Linked DNA regions of Gossypium hirsutum: region 1 is linked to region 2. The links are chromatin contacts, called in public Hi-C maps. All regions are on one chromosome and are shown on one strand. The core of a region is the stretch at or near the end of the contact, and the rest is flanking DNA. Distances in the headings are between cores, read along the strand shown.

Region 1 (6,858 bases), core at 3,268-5,767, 160 kb before region 2:
AGCATATGCTCAAGAATCCAATTCCTTGTGGAGGGTGAAGTTAAAATTTTGGGTAAACTATATCATTAGTTAGTAAACTATGGGTAGGTTTTTTGTTTTGGTCATTTAACTAAAGAAGTCACAATTTGGTCATTGAACTATTCAAAAGTTTTTCATTTAAGTCATTGGACTATTAAAATCAATGTTATATGGCTTTCTCTGTTTACATTGCTTGCACCAACAAAAGCTCTATTTCTCTTTCTATTCTATAGTTCAATTTTTTTAATGAAATAACTTTGGATGTCACGAATCTACGAACCAAAATTCAAATAGTTTTTTCTCCAATATTCGACACTAACAACCAGAAGGACTTTTATCTAAGGTATGTTCTTCCACTCGTTGATGGGTACTAATCCACCATACCGATTGTCGAATCGTCGCTTGGAGCTCACTAGCAATACTTTTTTTTAAAGAAATAACATAACAACTGAGTGACTTAAATAAAAATAATTAAATAGTTTAATGAATTAAATGAAAACTTTCAAATAGTTATGTGAGTAAATTGCATTTTTTTTTAGTTAAGTGACAAAATGAAAACTCACTCATAGTTTCGTGATTAATTGTGAAATTTACCCTACAATTTTTTTTTGTTAAAAGTGAAAGTTAAATTATAAATATTTGGAGGGTTAAATGTAAAAGAATGATAATAAAAGAATTATTAAATTATTAGTTAAAGTAAAATTAAAAAAATGCAGCTGTACTACATAATTAATGGTTGGGCTGTGTGAAATAGAAAAAGATGGGTCCGTCAATACTCATACCTAAGTACGATGTTTAGGAATCAATGAACGATATTGACTGGAAGAAATATATAAAATTAACGCTAAAAACGCGGATTATTATAATAAAACACATGAGTAGCGCGGCAGGTTCGTGCCTGCTGAATTTTCATTAATTTTCTAACTGACCGCAACAAATTAAGGAAGATTGTGATTCCCAAATAATACCATTTTTACCTGTAAGGTCAACGATTTAACTAAAAAAAAAAAAGAAAGAACGCAGGCATGCACGTGTGACTCATTACGAGAAAATTTCATTTAATACAAACAAAAAACTAAAATTATAATTAATTTGCCTCTCATTCCTCCACCTTGGCTCAACATGGATAATCGATCCATTCATTTTGAGTTCATTTATTTTCCTAATTTTCTGCAGTAAAAATGAGACTACCATAGTGTGATGTTATTGCTAGATTTAAGGTTTCCCAATTCCCAACCACATAAAAGATATTGTAATTTAATTAATTAATTAATTAATTAAGCTTCATAGTATAAAATCATCAAATATATCATTATGAGACAGTGATTCCAAAATGGGTCCATAATTTATATATATTGGCTTCGCTTTTACATCACCCCGCTAAGCAATGGGTGATTGAGTTTTGAGTTGTCTAAAATATTTAAAAAAACAGCAAGAGGTGGAGAAAGGCATATGGTACTCTACCATTTACCATTTTCAAATTTTACATAAATTTAATTCGAATTCATTTCATATTTAGTTATAAATAATATTTTTCCATTTTTGTATTTGTCTAACACAAAGGATGTTGAAAGCAATCATGCTGGAATGAAATTGAGACCCTTTGAATTTCAGAACCGTACAATTAAGGGAGACTATATATATATATAATATTTAATTCAAGGTGTTTGTTCTTTCTATTGGTCGAGTGCAGCACCCCATTTTACATATATGGTTCCCAAAAGCCGAAGTCTATTTCTAAACTTAATGTTGCTCCAACTTTTTCAGCCCTTAACTACATGTGCCACATCTCATCAATTGCACTTCAACATTGAAATATACTAGATCATAGGGTAAAATTTTATGTAATAATTTATTCAAATTTAATATAAAAATCAAATGAAATTTTACTTGGGTAAAGTGGTATCTTTAAAAATCATTTTGCCACTTGTTTAAATTTCAATATAATTCAGTTTTTATTGATTTATTATAAAAGGAGATAAAAATATTTTCATAATACTTTTTATATAAATATATAAGTATATTTGAATAATTTTTCAAGTCAATGATGCATGCTTAACTTGAGACACTAACTCAATAGAAAATTTAAATATAAGTATATAAATAGGTGAAAGTATCTATCGAGCCCCTCTATTATAAAGATTGGATCAAATTAGTCCATTTATTATTAAATAGATTAATTTAATCTATGTACTATTAAAAAGAAGCAAATAACAAGGTTAATATTTATTGTTTAAAAAATGACATGGTTTTTTTCATTATAGCTCAACTTCAAACAAAAGATCCCATTTGTAAAATTAAAAAAAGCTTTCAAAATATTAACTTTATTAAATAATAAATGACATTCTTTAAACATTAAGTGTTAAATTTAACTTTATTTGAATCTTTTTCAACCATAGAGAGATTAAATTGATCTAATTAATAACAGATGAACTAATTTTAATTTAATTCCTATAATAGAGGGTCCTACCGTGTTGAAAGGTGGAAAATAAATAAATAAACCAAAATGAAATCCTAACAAACCTAATAGAAAACTGTAATGAAAATATGGTGTCAGCTGAAAAGTTGTAATAAGTTGTGAAAAGGGAAAATGTGTTTGATATCACAATATTTATTATTTCCCAAAAAAACCAGATGAAGAATCAGAATCATACATATAAAAGAAAAAAAAAACATAACATAAATACAATTTGTAAGGAGATGAGAGAATGGTGGTTGAAATGCAAGTGTCAAATGAATATGCCTCTCTAACAGACCATTTATTATACTATTCTATTTTCCTCTCATTCAATTCCTCCATTTTTACTGCTTAGGTCTCTATGTAGTGTTAATTGAAAACATTAAGCCCTCTCCATCCAAAGATTGAGGTTGATGAATCATTGCAACTTGATGACCAACAGATTAGTCCAAAATACAAGTCATAAAATGAAAAGTTTCTCTCCAGAAATCAGGGGGTGTAAACAAATGACCCTTCCCCCGTCCCATGTGATACTTCTTGGCTTTTAGCCATTTCATGTATAATTTCAGTGGTTTTATTATAACTATTACAAGAAAATAGAAATATATTGAGAATTGAATGAACCCAAACAGGAACATATGACCTTTAATTACTCCACAACACATGTCAATCTCACAAAATATAATTACAAGAATAGAAATGAAGAATCCCCATTATATTTGACTTCCTTTGAGAAGGGAAAAAAAGTAGAAATTTTTACCAATCCATGCTAAATCTCTAAGCACAATGGAGTAAACCATGCAAGATTTATTTATTTTTTCTTTTCTTATGCCCGTTCCATCTAGGAAAAAAAATGTAAAAAGGGCGATTTCGTCAAATAAAAATTATATGAGTATTTTGTTTTTAACAAAAAGGGCACATACTAGTGATTTTTTGTTTTTAGTGATCCCATAGTAAAGGGCCAAACCCGGTGATCATCTCACTTTCTTGAATTTGCATTGAAATCTCTTCCCCAAAATACCCACAGTTTTCTTCGTAATACCAAGGCATGCCACTCGGATTAAAAAACCATCCATCGACCGCGTCCACGTACACGAACTCGTTCCCTAACTCGGCCGATTCGAAGCTCGTCCCTAGACTTGGCAGCTCCACTATCTGGCTCAGCTCCTCCGGTGTCGACACGTCATCCACATTCGACGATGACGACGTGGAAGCTGAGGACGACAGCGATGAAGATGACGTGGCGTTGCTGTTGTTACTACTAATGCTGTTACTTAAGAAGTCCATTGAGGCAGCTTTGGCAGCGGCGGCTTGGACGTCGCGGGGGGCGTTGGAGGCTGGTCGGGGCAACGACTCGGCGAGCTCAGGGAAGTTGAGAATGGCGGCGTTGCCTTTGATGCTTAAGGCTGCAACGTCATGGGCACGTGCGGCCATTTCGGGAGTGGAAAAAGTGCCTAACCAGATCCGGTTCTTCTTACGGGGCTCTCGGATTTCGGATACCCATTTGCCCCATGCCCGCATTCTTACCCCACGGTAAACCGGATGCTTGCTACTATCCCTCTGACGCTTTTGCCTCTTGGAGTCGGGGGTGGGGTCAGTTCCCGAATCCCTTTTACCGCCATAAGAGCATGGTGAAGGTGGAGACAGAGTAGAGGAGTTGTTGCTAAGAGTGCTTGACTCGGTTTCTGAGTTTGGTGAGTCACCCATTATCTAGTTCTGATCCAGGGTTTCCCTCTACACACTTGAGTTCAAAATAAAACCTATTCAGTATGAATATATAATGAATGCAAAGTGCTAACACCTAACCTAGTAAACAGTGTGAAATGAGCAGTTAATGAACAGAGAGGATTGAGTTGCTTATGGTTGCAGTTGGTTTGGAGGGAAGGAAGGAAGGAAGAATGAGAGGGAAAAGGTTTGATTTGAGGAGAAAAGGGGAGGGAGGAATATTGGGGGGTTTTATGGAGGGGAAAAGGAAATACAGAGCAAATAAAAGGTGCAAGGAAAAACGTGGTTTATTCAAGTTTTCCCCACAGGCCACACTGATGCACGCACACCACCAATCTGCCCTTTTCCAATGCACCAAATCGTTTCCATTTGCTTTATTTCTTTATTATTTTTCAATTTTTTTAACTTGCAAATACTATTATAAATTTTTTTATATAACTACTCCCAATAATTCTCAAATACTTATTACTTGTTTAAACATACTTGAAACTCATGTATTTTTAATTATTACGGTAGTAACGATATTAATCATGCTAAAATTTAATTGGAAGCAAATATTATAATAATTAAAAGTAATAGATATTCAAATTAAACTTTACAAAATATAATAAATAAATTGGAGTATATTTAGTCCATATATGATGAGATTTAAGTTAAACTAAATATGAAAATCTGCATATGATTTAGTTATGGAATATCAAATTCCTAAATTGCTGCGTTTGTCAACCATACAAAGATATCATTGAGGTAAAAGTAATATAAAGTCCCTTATATTAGGAGTTATGTTATATTTTGATCTAATGTACAAAAATTAATTTATCTATTTTTTATAGAAGTGTAAAATACAATCTGATTTCAAGTTCAGGCCATCATAATAATTTTATCTAAGCTATTTTTCAAATATTATCTATTTTTTATTATAATTTATAAGTTTTTAGTACATTTACATAATTTTTTATATTATATAGATGTTATAAGTAGCGGCATCATAATCATATTAACATATTACTAAAATTAATATTACAGTGTCAAATTTTCATTATTATATTAAGAGAGAGTGAGGGAAATTACCCTAGGAGTTGAGCGTGTTAAATTTTGATCATAACCAAGGTTGAGACGAAGGGTGTGGTTTGGGTTCACGAATTAAAACAGCCGGTGGAGCCGCCAACCTGAGGAAGCGGCGGTGAGGTTGCTAATTACCCGACTAAATTGGTGTATTTAGCATTAAGTTCTAGTTTTAGATTTATTTTTTCTTCTAATTTTACCTAATAATTCATATCCAATGCGTAGGTTGAGGAGAATATTACCATTCACATGCTCCTCACCAACCCTATATGCAAAGACCAATTAACCCCACACGTCCACACCTAGCATTTGACAATTTTTTTTTGGGGGGGAGGGGGGGTTCCAAATTTCATTCTCATCCTTTTTCTTTTTCTATATTTATGTTTGAAAGTTTTTGGTTCATTTAATTTAATGTGAGTTGCTAGTGTGTTGTTGTACAATAATGTAAAGAAATGGAGATTTTATAACCTTCAACAAGTTCCATATATGCTAGTATTATATTTAAGGTCTAAGCTTTGCTTGTCTTCTTTCATTAGGGTTTTGGGTTTCTATATTCATGATGATGAGGTATGTTAATTTTAGTTTCTTTTTCATGCATTTGAATGATACCCTAATTGAGAAAATCTATAAATATTCTTTCTATTGGAGACAAAGCAATCAGATCAAAGAAATAAAATAAATCAATGAGCAATTTGAGATCCCATTCCTTTATTTATTTTATTATTATTATTTTCAAAGAGAAATATAATGAATAGGTTGAAATTTCAATTGTTAGTAGGATTTTCTTTGATAAAATTTGGCATTTTATTAATTTATAATATTAAATATGTCCCATAACTAAAACTGAAATCTTTATTTTATCTGATTCTTTTAGCATGGCTATGGGCTCAGGCTTTGCTATATGTGATTTAATCGCAATTAATGATCTACTTACAAATCATGGTTTAATTGGAGAAAAACAAGTTACTGGCAAGTTTCTGTTTCTAGTTTAGTGGTTACATAATTATGGAAGGAGCCAAATTTTTGAGTAAGCTTCTTCACATGATCTCATGTTTTTACTTGATAAATTACAAGTAGGGAATCTAATAAGATAGTAATCATAGATGGTGACATTTTAAGGAAGTACATCATGTTGTTACATTAATAAATTTTATATGTAAACACTTTTTATTTCAATTTATATTATAATAATAACCCTTTTTATTTTATTTAAGTGTTCAACATGTTTAATTTAAAATTATGTAGTTTTCTTTTAAAAAAACAAACTGAATCACACACAGATTAACAAACAAAAACAACCTCTACTTTACAATCTCAACTGATATTGTTGTCATGTAACAAACAACAACATTGAAAATATTTAATATATACATAATTTTCATTAAAAACACTTATTCGAATTTATAATGATAAAATAATTTTTTTAAAATAATATTCTTAAAAAAATTGACGTTAGCATTTTGATCGAGATAATTAACAATATTAATTATTTAGACTAATTAACAATATTATAAAAGTAAAGGGACCAAATTATGTCAAAAATTAAAGTATATAGATTAATTCTCAAGTTTCAACATAGCATATGGGCCAAA
Region 2 (6,343 bases), core at 205-2,704:
AAAATATTAGTGATGAAATTAAAATTTTTTAAAATTTAGTGACCAAAATAGAACCTCTCCAAAAATTGGGTGATGACACACCTAAGTTGCCCTAAATTTCATTTTATTTCAAAATTTGAATTTTATGTTGGAGTTTTATTTTAAATATATCTTGTATAAATTTTTAATTTAAGTTTATTTTGATTTAAGATTTTATTTTTAGAAATTGATTTAAGCATTTTTCAACCTTATTCAATTTGATTTGGTAATGTGGTAATGGATTTTTTTTATTCCACAAATAATTTTAAAAAGTTGTCAAGTATTTTTTTTAATATTTATTCTTTTAATATTTTACTATATTCTATAGGATACTTGTCAACATCTAAACATTACTTTTGGAGTTTAAAAATTCATTGTCACTAAAGTTATCGAACTATTACATTTTGGTCACTCATTTGTTAACTTCCGTTAAAATGATGATATAGCATGGTAATTTGAAGACCTTTGAACTATAACTAAAATATTCTTTTAAAATTAACCTTAATAGTAATTCAAAAAATAAAAATAAAAATAGATGTTTTTTGAAAAAATATATTAATTTGATCGCAAAAAAGTTTTTTAAAAATTGGAAGTACAATAAATAAATAAATAAATAAATAAAACTAAAAGGTACCCAAATTAATCTCATCCTTCTAGGCAGAGAAACCCATGAAAAAAAAAATCAAAAACATCTGATCTAATTAACTCAGTAATCCCAAGAGCTCTGCACAATTTTGATTTCTATCAGAAAGCCCGAGCTGGAGACCTCAAAAAGGAGAAAATTTACAGTGAAATTGGCGCCTTACCTCCAATATAACCACAACAAATCGAAGCTTAAAATCAAATCTGGTTGAACCAAAGCGGATTATATCCTCTCCATGAAATGTCTAAAAAAATTAAACCATTAACTCTTCTCATTCCAAAATTTGCAAAGCTTCTTTGATTTGATGAAAGCCCAGGCAATGGGATTATAACTTCCGACTTCATTTTTTTTTCCTATATATTGTTTGCAGAAGAATTTTATATCCAATTTTTTATGAACAGTGTTCTTCATTTTCTAAAGAATTTAATTAATCTTGTTTAACTCGTTATAAATATGCCTGGTTGTTTGTATTTTAAGGAATTAATATATATTTAAATTTTTTAAAGATTTTTTGGAATTATTATTAAGAAAATTTTTTAAAGTATCAAATTGATATTTTAATTATATTTAAGGGGCTAAATTTGTTATTAACCCTTCAAATTAACATGTTAAGTTAATAAATGAGTGTAATGTAATATTTCGATAATTTTAATGACAATTATGTAATTTTTGAAAGTTGGATGATCGAAATGTAATTTTAATAAAAAATTAGGGACAATTGGTGCAGTTTACCCTAATTTAATTTAGTGTTTTGTTTTATTTAATTTTAACGGAGATAAGAAAAAAAAAACTGTTATAGGATCGCAAATTCACGGACTCACCTCACTCTCTTTCTTTCTTTCACTGCACTGACCTGGAAAAAAAACACCCAGAAAGACGGACTACGGTTACCGTCACAGACGGCTGCTGGCAACATCACACACCATACACGCTGCTGCTTCCTTCTTACGTACACATATATAGAGAGAGAGAGGGAGAGAAAGCAATTCACGAGGATGGTGAGGATAATTCCCATGGCGTCCTCAATACGACCTTCCCTCTCGTCGTTTAGGTTCTCCGGTGGTGTTTCCACTTCCCGCTTTGGCCTTTCCCTTTCACCCCTTCGCCTTCCTTCTCACCTCCATTTCTCTCATCTTACCAGCAGTAAGCCTCTCTTCCCCACCCCCTTTTTTTTTAAATCAAATTCATCTCCTCGTATTGTATGTCTTAGAATTTACATATTTACACTAATTGGGAATTTAATTACCGATTGAAGAATTAGATCGAATTGGGATTTCTAGTTGAATTTCTTCTGGAGTTCATTTTAGATTATTTTAAGATTTAAATATTAGATTTTTTAAGGATTTTGGTGGCATCTGCTTACAATGCAATTATAGTACCTATTTGGGTAGAAAAAGATCATTAATTTGTAAAACAAAAAGTACCATTATGTGGAGATTATGTTGAATTTTATAGAATGAGAGAAATGACTTCGGATGGATGGATTAGACATAAATATATGTCGAAATTTTATGCAGCTGTTCCTCAGACACATTTCTTTGGTTTGAAAGCTTCAAAGCTTTTGAAAACTGCGGGAACCAGGGTAGGGATGCCTCCGGTCGGAAATGTGGTACACGCAAGCATGGCTACTGCCCAGGAAACTGCTCTAGAGTGGGTTAAAAAGGACAAAAGAAGAATGCTCCATGTCGTTTATCGAGTCGGGGATTTAGACAGGACCATCAAGTATTTCTTCTCAAAATATATTGTTGTTATATATCCTTCATTAGTCTCGTTAGCAGATTGCTCACTAGATTTTTTTTTCCTTGTATACGATCTTGTGATTGGAATCTTTGAACCAAACTCGAGTGTATCATGGTTTCAGATTCTACACCGAGTGCTTGGGAATGAAACTGTTGAGGAAACGAGACATACCAGAGGAGAGATACACGAATGCTTTTCTTGGATACGGGCCAGAAGATTCTCACTTTGTTATTGAACTAACTTACAGTAACCTATCATACTACCCTTTTGCTTCTTCTAAATTTTGATGTGTCTGCAATTTTCTAACCGATTTACTATTTATGAAAAAATTGCTTCCCCATACATGAGTATTAGAGTAGACAGTACATATTAGCTCAGGTTTGGATATTCATTTTCCTCGACTGGTGTTACCAGATTATGGAGTTGACAAGTATGAGATTGGAACCGCATTTGGTCATTTTGGTATTGCTGTTGAGGACGTAAGTTCGAAATTTGGCTTCCCAAAATTGTATTACTCTTTCCATTTTTTATAAGATGATAGACTGTGTTGTATCTTGGAACTGCTGAGTTCTGTTTTCAAAGCTGAATGTTTATATTCTCCATTTATTAGGTTGCCAAGGCTGTGGAGCTTATAAAGGCTAAGGGTGGAAAAGTAACCAGAGAACCTGGTCCAGTGAAAGGTGGTTCCACTGTAATTGCATTTATTGAGGAACCTAATGGTTACAAGTTTGAACTGATTGAAAGGGGGCCTACTCCTGAACCTTTGTGCCAAGTAATGCTCTGTGTCGGTGATCTTGATCACTCCATAACTTTTTATGAGAAGGTGAAAGTTGCTGTACAGAACATTGGGAATGGCATATGACGCTATTTACCGTCTTTTACCTGAAAATGCCATTTTCTTTGGGGGTTACTATGTTTGTAGGTTTTGGTGTTGGTCTTAGTCTCTATATCCTTTTGTTGCAGGCCTTCGGCATGGAGCTACTTCGCACACGAGATAATCCAGAGTACAAGGTAAATAACTATCCTCTAAAAGAAAAAAAAATGCAGGACTTGGGGGTGGGGGTGGGGTAAAGGGCTGCGAGGATAAACTTATTCATGTAAACCTTTTAGTAATTTGTATGTCAGATATAACACTGACATATGTTTATGAATTTTCCATTTAGTATACAATAGCCATGATGGGTTACGGGCCTGAAGATAAAAATGCTGTGCTTGAGTTGACATACAACTATGGGGTCACAGAATATGATAAAGGAAATGGCTATGCTCAGGTAGAAATATTTCTATTTTCTTTTCACTTAAAATGTTGAAAAGTTTTTTTCTATTTGCTTGCAAAATGTAACTGCATGCAGCATGTCCTATGATTTTACTTTTTATTTTTTTTTCAAGTCTTTATTTCCTACATACGGCACAAGTTAGTGACATATTATTCGCGTCTCTACAGATTGCAATTGGCACAGATGATGTTTACAAAACTGCAGAGGGAATTAAACTTTTTGGTGGAAAAATCATGCGTGAACCTGGACCATTACCTGGAATTAACACCAAGATCACAGCATGCTTAGATCCTGATGGTTGGAAGACGGTATGCATTTTGAATCTTTTAATTTATGCATTGATGCTTGTTGTTTGAGAGCTGAAAATTTTTCCCTTGAATTGTTTATTATTCAACAGCATCACCAATGTCTAATGAAAGAAAATATGTCAAGAATGTTTGCATATTCATTTTGCATTGCTCCAACACCTAGCCGTATCAACTCTTTTCTTCTTAAGTTGTTTCTTCTTAGGGTTATGAATCGACTTGTTTTGTTTGTACCCTTTTTTTTTAAATAGTCAACTTATTTTGCTGTTAAATTTTGAAGGTTTTTGTTGATAATATTGATTTCCTCAAGGAATTGGAGTGAGGTTTAGAGACATTCTGATATGAACCTTTTGACACGGAAATCCAAATCCGATCTGCAAGGATTTGTGGAAGAACTCCGCCAATCCCGTTTTGTAATGAGTCTTCTACAGTGACAATTGCATAGCTTCGTGGAAGTGAAGAAACATCGAGATGTCAGTTACAATTTTAATTATATTTTCCTTTTTTTCTTCTTTTTTTTTTGTTTCAATCAAATTCACTATCTATGTAGGAGAGAAGAATGGCACAGCAAACATACCTGCTTATCTTATGTGTTTAAGGTTGATTTCTCTTTTGTTTTTTCAGTCCCACAAAAAAAGCATTGCCGAAAACTAAGATGTCAAAGACTTGCATTTTGTATTGCATGTCGATATTTCTTCTTTACGTTGCAATGTGTTTTAAACAAAGGCAGCAGAAGCTTTTCCTTTGCGTTCGATAACCGAATGCTTTTTTTGACACAGGTTGAGGCCATTCTACGAAATCAAGGTAATCAGAAAGTATCTTAAAAGTCAACATATATCGCATTTCTATAGATACTAGCACATACGAATATCTATTGATTTTGTGAAAAATATTTTATATATGTACATTATTGACATTAAATACATTTATAATATAAAATACTAATCAATTACATTGACTTTCTTTTAAGCCTTATCGTAAAATTAAACCCGGTTTATTATTGGAACCAGGTGTTTTGATCCGATTATCATAACCTGATTTCAGAACAACTCATATAATATTATATAGCTACATAATTTAAAAAAAAAAACCTTAAAAAGGGGGAATAAATTACAATAAAAAACTTTCATAAATGGGTATCATAACTTAAAAGGCCCTATCAATACTATTTACACACAATACTTGAACATTTCTTTCTTTTTTTATATTATTACAAAGTTCAGCCTGCAGTGCCTAATTTCCCAACATTTTAAGACCTACTAAATCATGGAAACAAACAAAATGTTTGTGATCATCCAACTTTAGATTTCCTGAACTCCACTACAGGCATGAATCGCACCAGTTTCTGAGATATAGCATGTTTATCACAAAGTGGTTTGGTTCAGTAGCTGTACATACCTGAAGGAGCTTGAAGCAATGCTACAGTCATCCAGGTTCGGATGCACAAATTCTCAACACCTGACTATTATTTGTGTCAATAAACCAAAAAAGAATTCTTAAATTCAACAATTGGCGAAATGGAAATATTTTATCCCCGACCTGGTTCAAACTTCAAACACCACATAGAAAACTGCTCACAAGGTCCAATTTAGCTGCATATATCTTCAGAACACCGAACTCCGAATGGCCACAGAAAAAGTAAATTGTAGTCTACTTTCTACCTTCTCTGACTATCCTGAACAGCATCTATGAGGATTTACATAACATGACAAGCTTGGTAGTTATATATTGTTGGCATACTGCCTGTCAAGATTCCACAGCCTATCCGAGGCATACTTAACCAATTCACAAAATCAAGTTGAAAGCCAACGTACAACTCAACTTTACATCACATACACAGTAGATAGTTGCAGGATCAAGGACTAGGGCAAGATATTACCACAACTAGTGTGTTCAGTGTTCAGCCTTCAGCATTAAGCAGCCTTTACTAGATCTGGCTTTAGTTAACATGTAGATAAATATACGTTGTATGGTCTTCAAATGCACCCTGAATTGTCATTTCCCTAAGCTTCCCTCACCACAGCACTGTAGGCGGAAATGCATACAGCCAATTAGAACATATGAAACTGACAGTTGAGGATTATTTAAAATCAGTCTTAAAATTCAAACAAAATCAACAATATGCTAGCAAAACTTTCATACTGTACATTTGACGGCACAGAACAGCTAATTTATCATCATTCTTACACAATGGCCTAGAGAGCATTCTGCTCTTATCAAGTTAAACACGAGGTTGAAGTTATGCACATAAACGAAGTGGAAATAGCAAAGGCTTTAGAGGAAAAAAAGAGGCCATAAATTCCATTGCCTCAATGAGTCCTTAGAAGGAGTCAGTCCTTTAGATACAAAATAAAGACTTT

What was found. Hi-C and Micro-C count contacts between places; a contact is called where the count stands out from the background.
Region 1: a Hi-C map of leaf shows a contact between it and region 2, with 2.2 times the contacts expected there. The contact joins the promoter of LOC107962738 here to the promoter of LOC107962746 in region 2. A contact is called at or near these places in 2 of 34 Hi-C or Micro-C datasets (both in leaf).

Annotation. Positions count from the first base shown.
Region 1 is chrA06:16,102,796-16,109,653 of Gossypium_hirsutum_v2.1, reverse strand. It overlaps LOC107962738 (dehydration-responsive element-binding protein 3), which reads right to left and starts at 4,517. Exons shown (of 1, transcript XM_016899230.2): 1 at 3,084-4,517. The coding sequence starts at 4,183. The coding sequence ends at 3,416.
Region 2 is chrA06:15,942,925-15,949,267 of Gossypium_hirsutum_v2.1, reverse strand. LOC107962746 (probable lactoylglutathione lyase, chloroplastic) reads left to right here and starts at 1,454. Exons shown (of 9, transcript XM_016899240.2): 1 at 1,454-1,804; 2 at 2,179-2,383; 3 at 2,523-2,647; 4 at 2,816-2,880; 5 at 3,012-3,224; 6 at 3,365-3,412; 7 at 3,565-3,672; 8 at 3,846-3,986; 9 at 4,264-4,646. The coding sequence starts at 1,657. The coding sequence ends at 4,305. LOC107962745 (casein kinase 1-like protein 3) reads right to left here. Exons shown (of 14, transcript XM_016899237.2): 14 at 5,094-6,008.